2 separate regions of the Anser cygnoides genome follow, and region 2 is linked to region 1. The links are chromatin contacts, called in public Hi-C maps. All regions are on one chromosome and are shown on one strand. Each heading gives the region's core, a stretch centred on a gene start, on an enhancer-like site or on the middle of the called end of the contact. The rest is flanking DNA. Distances are from core to core; before and after follow the strand shown.

What was found. Hi-C and Micro-C count contacts between places; a contact is called where the count stands out from the background.
Region 2: a contact with region 1 is called in a Hi-C map of liver, with 5 times the contacts expected there. The contact joins the promoter of SLC27A2 here to the enhancer-like site in region 1. A contact is called at or near these places in 2 of 7 Hi-C or Micro-C datasets (granulosa cells and liver).

What each region holds. Positions count from the first base shown.
Region 1 is chr11:10,610,360-10,614,973 of Taihu_goose_T2T_genome, reverse strand. The region is part of intron 1 of LOC106043357 (high affinity cAMP-specific and IBMX-insensitive 3',5'-cyclic phosphodiesterase 8A); the gene reads left to right. Among named protein-coding and RNA genes, the nearest start is that of FSD2, 100 kb to the right of the region's middle. Within about 2 kb of position 2,828, at least 2 of the 3 cell types and tissues checked have open chromatin away from gene starts, as enhancers often do. A contact at or near this core is called in liver, where this site is marked.
Region 2 is chr11:10,733,284-10,737,806 of Taihu_goose_T2T_genome, reverse strand. SLC27A2 (solute carrier family 27 member 2) reads right to left here and starts at 2,831. Exons shown (of 3, transcript XM_067003877.1): 1 at 2,768-2,831; 2 at 420-847. The coding sequence starts at 2,831.

The DNA of each region.
Region 1 (4,614 bases), core at 1,579-4,078:
GTACGTATATGCGTTCTAGATGTTTTCAGTCAGTCGTGGAAAGTGTTCCTTTCTGTGGTGTTTTCATTGAGACAATCAGGGGCAAAGTTCTTGTGGCAGTGCCAGGTCTAATACCACAGGAAGAGCTGTGTCCGCTGGAAATACCACAGAGAGTACAGAACCCGCAGTATTTTCTAAAAACACAAACTGGTTTTGAAAGCAAGTTCAATACTGCAAAGTCAGCTCAGATTATTATTTTGTCTTGAATTGTTTATTCGGCTTCGTGTTGTTTTTTAAAGGGGTGCTGAGGAACATTGCTTACGTTAAATCTGGTTTTGCCACCGTGCCCTTCCAGTTAGAAGTGCAGCTGTAAAGTAATGGAAATGTCAGGATTGCATCATTTCTAGTCCTTCAGAGATGCGCAGCTCGGTCAGCAGTCAGGGAGCTGCTCCACCTTGGGTTTTGGTTGGCGCTGTGTCTTTTTGGGTTTTGCAGGCTTTATACTCCGGCAGCATTCAGTAATGCCGCTGTGGCCCTGATTTCCCTCGAGTTGTATCTGTGAATGAGTCCCACCGAGATCAAGTGTGCTACCCAGTGCACGAGTGTTTGCGGGATCAAGGGCCCCAGTGTGTAAAGAACATATCACGAGTAAATAACCTTACGGGGAGCAGGTGAAGGGAGCAAATCTCTGCCATTAGAATGAACTCAGTTCCAGTTGGTCTTTGGCATAGCATGGGAACACTCTTATTTTCCTCCTCTACTTTGAGAAGTAGTTTGGGAAACACTGATTTGATCTTTTTGTTTCTCAGGTCTAGTCAAGACCACAAGCAAACTATTAATACACCGTTTCTTCCCAAAAGTCTATATCACAAGAGAAGATTTAAAAATCTGCAAAGAATTTGGAATACCCAGGGAAGCCAGCGGTGAATACTGAAGTTTGGAAATACATCATCATGTTTATGGAACGGCTTTCTTCTGCAGCAAGAACAGCCAACTCAATGTATTATTAAGTAAATGATTTCCCAGTGACAATGAGTTAATAGCGGTTGTTGTGCAGAGGATAACAGATGGCCCCTGGAGTGAAAATACTCCTGGGTCTCGGCTGACGTTGTAAGCCGTACGAACACAGCACCAGTGGGTTGTGAATGGTACAAAGCCAGGAGTCGGAGCCTTCTCTTGGGATGATGTTTGTTGTTGCAATGTGAACCTTGCAACTGTACGCCTAGACTCTAGCTTAGGGAGGTGACTTCAGCTGCCGAGTGTTAGATGTCAATTTACAAGTCTTTACTGCTTTCACCAGGGCTAGATTTTCTTGTTGCTTAGTTATATCCCATGTTAACTCTGGTTTTCAGGTATCACTGGGTGTAGGATCATGGTGTTAGTGCTGCTCAGCATGCTAAGAAGCCTTCTTGTGTAGCCTGGAACAATTTTTTTAAAGGCCTAATACTGTGCTTTAAGGAGCTATTGTCCTCAGTCATTAAAAAATGAAAAAGAAGGAAAATGTTAGGTAGTTTATTGTATACTGTTTCCAAGGCACTGCTGGTCTGAGGGGAGAACCTAGTAGCTTTGCAGAAAAAACCTAGTGCGTAAACACCATGAGTGTCAGCAAACTGCCAGGGAAATCTGGGTGCAGCTCCCTGGCCAGGACATTTCTGCAGAGATATATAATTCTGTTCCTCTTTGTCTTTAATGCGTCAGCATGGTTCACTCAGGAATTTGTGGTGCCACTGGCTCTCTGGGATTTGTGACAGATCCCTAGCTCTCTCCGGGAGTCACTGTGACGGATCCCTTATGAACATGAAGTCATATCAACAGGGCAGTGTCATCTTGTGGGAGCTGCACCTGAAGCCATGCAGGTTTCCAAGGGCTCCTGCTGTTACGGTGGCTGTTTTGGGGTCTGAGATGACTGAGGTCCGTAGTCTCTCCCGAACTTAGGTGAGCCCAGCCCTGCTGTTTGTGTGGCAGGGCTGTTCTTACCAACCATATCTTCTGCTTTCCTGCTTGCTTGTCCTTGAAGGAAGGGTCTTTTTTTCTTTCTAATATCAAGTTAAAATCCTGTTTAGCTGCCATATATTTTCTCAGTACTTTCTTTCCCAGTCACTGATTAGCGAGATGTGTGTGTACATGCAGATTCTTCTTTTCTAATTAGCTTACTCCTAATGCCCAGTTGGTTCACTGTCATAATCCAGTTTTATGTGGCCTCACAATCCTCTTGTGCCTCTTTCTAAGTGATACAACGCAGTCAGCTCCAGACAAAACCCTACAGACAATTCTGTTTCTAAAAATGCACTTATTACAGGTTTGAAGTTGACACATGTCAGCACTAAGCAAAGCCCTCATCTTTTCCCAGCCCACAGTAAATATGACACTCCTCATTCAAGCCAGCTCAATCCATCCCTCTGAGAGTCTGGGAAAACAGGCCTTGCAGGGAGCCCAGAGGTCAACAAAACAGGCTCTGTTGGACAAATTAAATAGCAGAGCAGAAGTTTTCAGAATCTATATGGTTTAGCAACAAATCACATACAGTAGACAGCAGGAGTCGGAATATGTGCTGTAAATGAGGCATTTTGTGTGCAGTTTTCTTCAGGTCCCCTAGATGTTTAGTAATTTATTGCCTTGTAGAATTTTCTAAATAAACCCTTAAAAATGAGGTAAAGGTAACTAAATCAAAAGCAAGATAACACACAGCCATGTATGGGAGTCACGGATAACGAACGCAACCCTGGAAGGCCAGCTCGCATCTTAGTCTTCATGTTGTTTATATGCTATGTGCCATTTTCTGCCAAAGTAAAGATTCCTATTGTCCTGGTGGCTTTCTTGGATGCCCAGTAGGGCAGATGCCTTGTACATATGGAGGAAACTGGAAAAATCTGTGTTCTGCCGTGTCCGAGTGTCCTGTTTCCCTAAGAGAGATGTCTGTGGAGTCAAATCTTTCAGGGTTTTAGTATTGTCTCCAGGTTGTCTGCTTCTGTGTGCTTTTGGAAAGGACTGGTCTTCCCAGCGTTGGTCCCTCTGCTTCATACTCCCAGGGCTCCTTACAAGAAGTCCTCTCTTTCAAGGGGAAGTTCGGGTTTGTTTATTTGTTGTTTCCCAGTGTGAACGAGTCAAACGGAGTTGATAATACATAGGCAGGGGGAGGGGAAGGGAGAAATCTGTGCTATCGAACGTACTGTTTGACACTGCCGGCACCTAGGATGGCAAGTCGGTCCGGACACTGGTCACAGTAGGGTTAGACAAGGTGTGAAGGGATTCAAAGTCTGTGCTGCTCAGTATGGTCAGTGGGGTTTGCAGCACTAAAGGATTTTGCAAGTGGTTCCAAGGTCCGGGGATGTTTGAGCTCCTGGCTTGCCTTGCAGTTGTGTCAGACTCCTCCCTTTGCTCCCCTGGCCTGGCAACGTGGACTTTGCTTCAGTTACGGCTGGGTTAAAAAGGAACCAGTCCAAAGCTTTTTTTTCCTTTTTTTTTTTTTTTTTTTTTCCTCCACTGCACCAATTTGTGATCCATTACCTAGTGCTTTCCCATTCTGAGCTGGGCTCTGGACCTTATTGCTCAGTCTCAGAGCCATGCCCTACATCTTATGACTCTGCTTCCTGTCTTGCTTGTGCCTTTTTTTTTCTGGAAATTTATGACCATTTGCATTGTGATAACTGCAATGCAAAACTTCCTTGCTAGCAGGAAAGGTGTTTGCTGCCGTGTGCATGCATTTGCACTGAATGCCATGTGCCAATGAAATGTAGAAGCATGTTAAAAAAAATGTCTTTCAAAGTAAAATTCAGTAGCAAATTTTGTCTTACTTCCTGCTCATTAAAAATAATCTAGCAGTCAATTAAAAGCTTTGCCAAACAATAACATAGTAATCTTTGTAAAAGTGTAACATGGTGTTCAAGCTACATTTTGCCAGAAACCATTAGTTGGAGACATGTTCATGGCCAAAAAAAGGGAAGAGTTGTGACCACTGAAGCTTCCCTTGCACCCCATAGACTGTGCTTTGTTCCTTGCGCTGCAAGAGAAGGAGTTATGTTCTTCTCTAAATGAGGTTTTAGCCTTAAACTGTAAAACCTGCTTTTTTTCCTGAAGGGACTTGCCATTAGGATGGTACGCTGCTTTAGGCCAGGGAGAGTCCCTTATAAAGTATGACACGAGAGACTGGGGCAGGCAGAAGGAGCGGCACCGCCGACACCTGTGCCTGAAAGCCGCTTTCCTCTCTGCCAGAAGGGAAGGTGTGAACTGGTTGCGGGAGTTTGTAGGCAGTCATTTTTCGGAGGGGAACAAAAGAACGAGTCAGCCCAAGTAGCTGGGGTGTTGAGGTGGATTGACGAGCTAAGAGAAGGAGCTCTCATCCGCGTGGTTGGAGCCGCAGTGGGCCCATTACCGAGACTTTCGTTTCTGCAGCTGGAGGGGGCAGGAGGAGGTGTCAGGGCTCTGGAGGGGGTGCAGGACTGCTGGGACTGCGGGGCTGAAAGCGACCCGCAGAGACGCTGTGCGAACACCAGGCCCCGCCGAGCTGCATGAGGCTCCAGCTGAGGCAAGGCGAGGAACGGGAAGGTTCCCCTCCTAGCTGCCCATGGTCTAAGCGGCACGGGGCCGTGGGGTATCCCCCTTTACTTGTGCTTGACCAGTGAAGGAGAACATTTA
Region 2 (4,523 bases), core at 1,582-4,081, 120 kb before region 1:
CACAGTCTAGCCTGGGATGCTCACTCAGAGATCTCCCTCACATGTCACAATCCAACAAAATCGAAATTATCACAAGTATCTGGTTTAAACCATGGTTTGCGTGTAAAATATTTTCATGTGTGCTTTCTTCTATTGCCAATTATAAACAGTTTGAGCCACTGGTGGAAGGCAACAAGGTTATCATCCAAAGGATATAAGGTGGGCAGGGCACAGAGATACATAGCTGGGCCACCAGCGTCTCCAGGGATAACAGATAGCAGACATCTGGTGATTGTACTGGCATAAATAGCAAAGCACCTGAGCTCAATTTACTACACTTCGTACACGATCTGAAAAGCACAAATACGGCTCTGATTATTCGTCAACTTATTCCTTTCACCTGACGTGCCTCGGCCTCTCAGCCCCCCGCGTTCACCTACCGGAGGACGGGGCACAGCCGGAGCCTCCCGCCGCAGCCCACCTTGCTCGGCACCCCCGGCACCGACCACAGGCCCCGCAGAGGGGCTCGGCAGAGGCCCGAGGGCGGCGTTTCCCTCCCCCGGCACCTGAGCAGCACCGCTCTCCTCACCCGAGGCCGCCAGCAGCCCCTCTGCTCTGGAAGCAGCGCCACAAAGCCTTCCCCGGCCGCCCCGACCTCCCGGCCCCGCGCTGACGGGAGGGCAGGCGGGGCGCCAAACCGCGCCTGGTGCTGAGGAGAGGGCGGCCCAACGGCCGCGCCCGCCTCCTGCCGCGCCTCCTGGCGGCCGTCGGTCCTCTCTCGGTCCCCGTCTGAGGCCGGGCGGTCTGTCTGTCCTCAGCGAGGGGGCTCCCTCAGCTCTGGGTGCTGCCTGCCTTCTCCCGGCGGCGCCTCAAGGCACAGCCCAGCAGCGCACCGTGGTACCAGCAGGTGCTGACTGACCTACACCGTCCCTCCTCCTCCTCCTCAGTCTTCAGTGCCCTCGGATGAGGCTGGCACCTTCCACTGCGAATGAGACTGGTGCTCGTTCTGACGGCAGAACGCAGCCTGAGGGGGCTCAGATCATCTGGAGTTTCAACCTCCAGCCACCAGGGACACAGGCAGCCAAGCCTAGTCAAGGGTCCCACTGAGAGAAATTTAGGATGAGGCAGACAAGGGGTGAGCTGACTTGGAGAGCACGTACTTCGTGCTCCCTACCTCTCGGGATGTACCAGTCCTCGTGCTCTTCCTCACTGGGGAGTAAGTAGACTAAATAGGTAAATAGGAGCTGAGTCAGCTGAAAATGTGGGGGGTGATTTGTTTTATTTATTTATTTTTATTACTTTGAAGCAAATAAACATGTTTATTAGTATTTTAGATGCACAAAAGCGATTTACAGCCCCAGTCTCTCAGTCTTGCTCCTGCCGAGGGCTTGGAGAGACACTGGTTACTCTGACAACCCTGACGCCAGAATTTCGCCCTTCTGATAAGCCTGCAACCGCGGCTTTTCTCAGTGAAGTTTAAGTAGCTGTTGCTGTGAAGAAAGATTAATTCCTTCCTTCCTTCACCACCAAGGGAACAGTTTATTGCCTTCTCAGTCACAGTTTTCTGCTCTTCTATGTCAAATCTGGTACTTCTTTACCCACAAGGCAGTAATTACGTCAGCATTACTAGGCACTATACTTCCTGAGTTCCTGTTATTTTCTCTAATGTTTACCAAGCCCTAGCTACCTATGTTTATACTGCTCCTTCTGATACTTTTGATTTAATGCTAAGATTTGTTTTGTTCTTTAAAATCATGAAGCAAAGTCCTCTTAGGAATGAGTCTGCGCTGTACACTGGGACAATCTGGTTTTCGTCAATAATCCCAAGGGGTTGAGGTGTGTTAGTCCACTGCTAGATACAGCCTTGTGTGTTCAAGTATTTCTTATTATCATAGCAGTTTTAATAGGTAATTAACTGCTATTTCATATGTCATTTGAGGCTAATATATCATGAAATGTGCCACACACATGATCTGGGTTTTAAGTGTTTGGTGCTTTTCTGGTTTTTAAATATGTTTTGTGGGGGAATTGCTATTCCAGGAATCTTGGTTTACTAATCCAAATATCAGTTTAAACACTGTTAGCCTAGAGACAAGAAGTGCTTTTTTGTTGACTTGTTTGCTATCTTCATAGTTCAGTAAACACTATTTAATACCCTCCCTACCCCCCCCCCCTTTTTTTTTTCCAATTAGCTACTGCAAATCTAGAGTTATTCTAGAAAGCTGACAGAGTCTTCTGTGACTAGTTAACACGTGTTTAGCGTTACAAGAAGCATGTGTGCTTGAGGCTGTGCCAGAAACTGGTCAAGGGCCTCACCTACTGCAAGCAGTCAGCAGTGCTGGCCGTTGCCCCTGGGTCAGGCGCTGCAGAAGGCCTCTTGGCAGTGTTTGACACTGCCTGGGCACCCCTGCAGAGCCCCCACAGTCAGTCTGTGTGGAGACAAGAGGCTGCTTGCAGCTGATCACTGGGGCTTCAGTGGGTGCTCTGTTAACGAGTGTTTGATTTCCTATGTATGCTCCCCTCCATAGTCTAGTTCTTTCCAGCTTTCGTTCTTCTAATGTTTTGTGGAAGCACTTGAAACACAGATATATCCTTTTATGATATCTCCATGACAGCTGATGTTCATGGAACTTTCTTTTCTCTGCAACAATATTCTCTGTGGAATTACATTTCAAGGTGCCAGCATAATTCAAAAGGGAATGTATTTCTTGTTATGTAGTTGTGATTTTGTTCCAACATTATGAGTCTAACCTAAGCTACTTTTGTTTTCAGCATAACATCCACTTACACTGGTGAATGTAGGTGTCCAGAGGTAGCAGATGAAAATGGCAGGATGGCAGATTACTACCCATTGGTGAGTTGCTGTTTTTAATAATAATAATAAGTTCAGTGATTAACAACGTTAGAGAACACTGGCTCAATTGTTTCCTTTGAAGTTACTGTCAAAATGTTCATCATCTTTGCTGAGGATGATCATATATCAGAACTTCTAAGGAGAAGATTATTCTATTTTCTATTGCATAGGTGGTTATTCTTGATGAGGTATGATTTTTTTTTTTTTTATTAGGAAGATATGAAATTGTTTTTCCTTCCAAGAACAGGAGTGTTACATCTTTGGTATGTGTTATTGTGATATAAGATAGGGGGTGACTTTAAAGGGCTACAGCTATTTTGGAATAACTCTTTGTTTAGAAATTCATGTTCTGAAATAAGTATATCTTGGTGGAAAGTTGTTCTGGAATAGTTCTTCAGAAAGTAGTTTCAGAGTAGATGTAAGAAATAAGCTGGGAAAGCCATAAACATCAGCTGATCACTTGCATTCAATTATTTAAAAATATACTATGGTAGAGAAATAGATTGTTGAAAAGTTTAAATATTAAATTTCCTAGAATGGCTGCAGAAATTAAGGACCTTGAAGTTAAGAACAGTGAATAATCTTTCATACAAAGTTTTCTTGCTAGATTAATAAAAATTACACCTCTGCAGGTGACATATGCAGTTAAAGAAATATGAGAAATTAATTTTATGTTGTTCATAAAGAATGTGCAAATATTTCAAAATGGAGGTTCCAAAATAATATTGGTACGAAGTATTACTAACCTTTTCCATTTCTTAGTGTCTGGACTTAATTTTGAGCTGGGTTCTTGCTTCTAGCCTCTGTCAATGGCATACAAGCATACTGGGAGGGTTAGCCACTTAGTATTTCAGGGTGTACAAAGATCTTTGATTGTGTGGTGCTGATAATTTGCTTTCTCCTGCCACTGTGGCAAGCAGTTTGTAGGTTCCTTTTGACTTTAACTATCAAACCCTAATTGCTCAACAGTTGATTATCCTCAGCTTTAGAAAATATAAATGATATGTTTATTAGTAGAAAACGTAGTTCAAGGAATTAGTTCACTACTCCCCTCATTTCTCAGTTTCTGTGCTCTACTCTCCTATTTGCTTTTTTAATACCTCTATATTCAGTTCTTTGTACAGGGTTTGTTGTTACAGTGCTCGTTTGCACTATCCATAGAACAGTAAGGGAAAGAAAAAATAAAGACAAACTAAAACATAGAGAATGCTACAGCGCTCCTGTGGACTTGGGAAAGAGACTTCCACTCTACAGGTTCAGGCACCCGTGGCTTCGGTGTGTTAGGCACCAGGCAGGGGTATCTTTGTTTTTTCCACAAGATGTCACCAGAGGGTAAAAAGTAGCTGGAACACTGTGTTAATTTGGGATTCAAGCTCACTGTTCTGCTAATTAAGGGACAGGAATCATGGGAAAGCCCAGCACTCTGTATGCAGCTTTCCTGTTTTTTTTTTTTTTTTTTTTGTTTTTTGTTTTTTTTTGAGATGGGGTTCAGAGTGGAAGACTTGCGGTTTGAGTGAGTCTGTGTAACAAATCAGCTGGGGTTTGTTCTTCTCTTGTCTGCTTCACCTGACACTCCCAATGGGATATTTTTCAGGACTGCTAAGCTGAAATCTATCTTCAGTTTCCAGTTTGAAATGCCTACCTGACACATTTTCAAATTTGCAGTTGCTTTTAAGGGTTTATTTGCAGT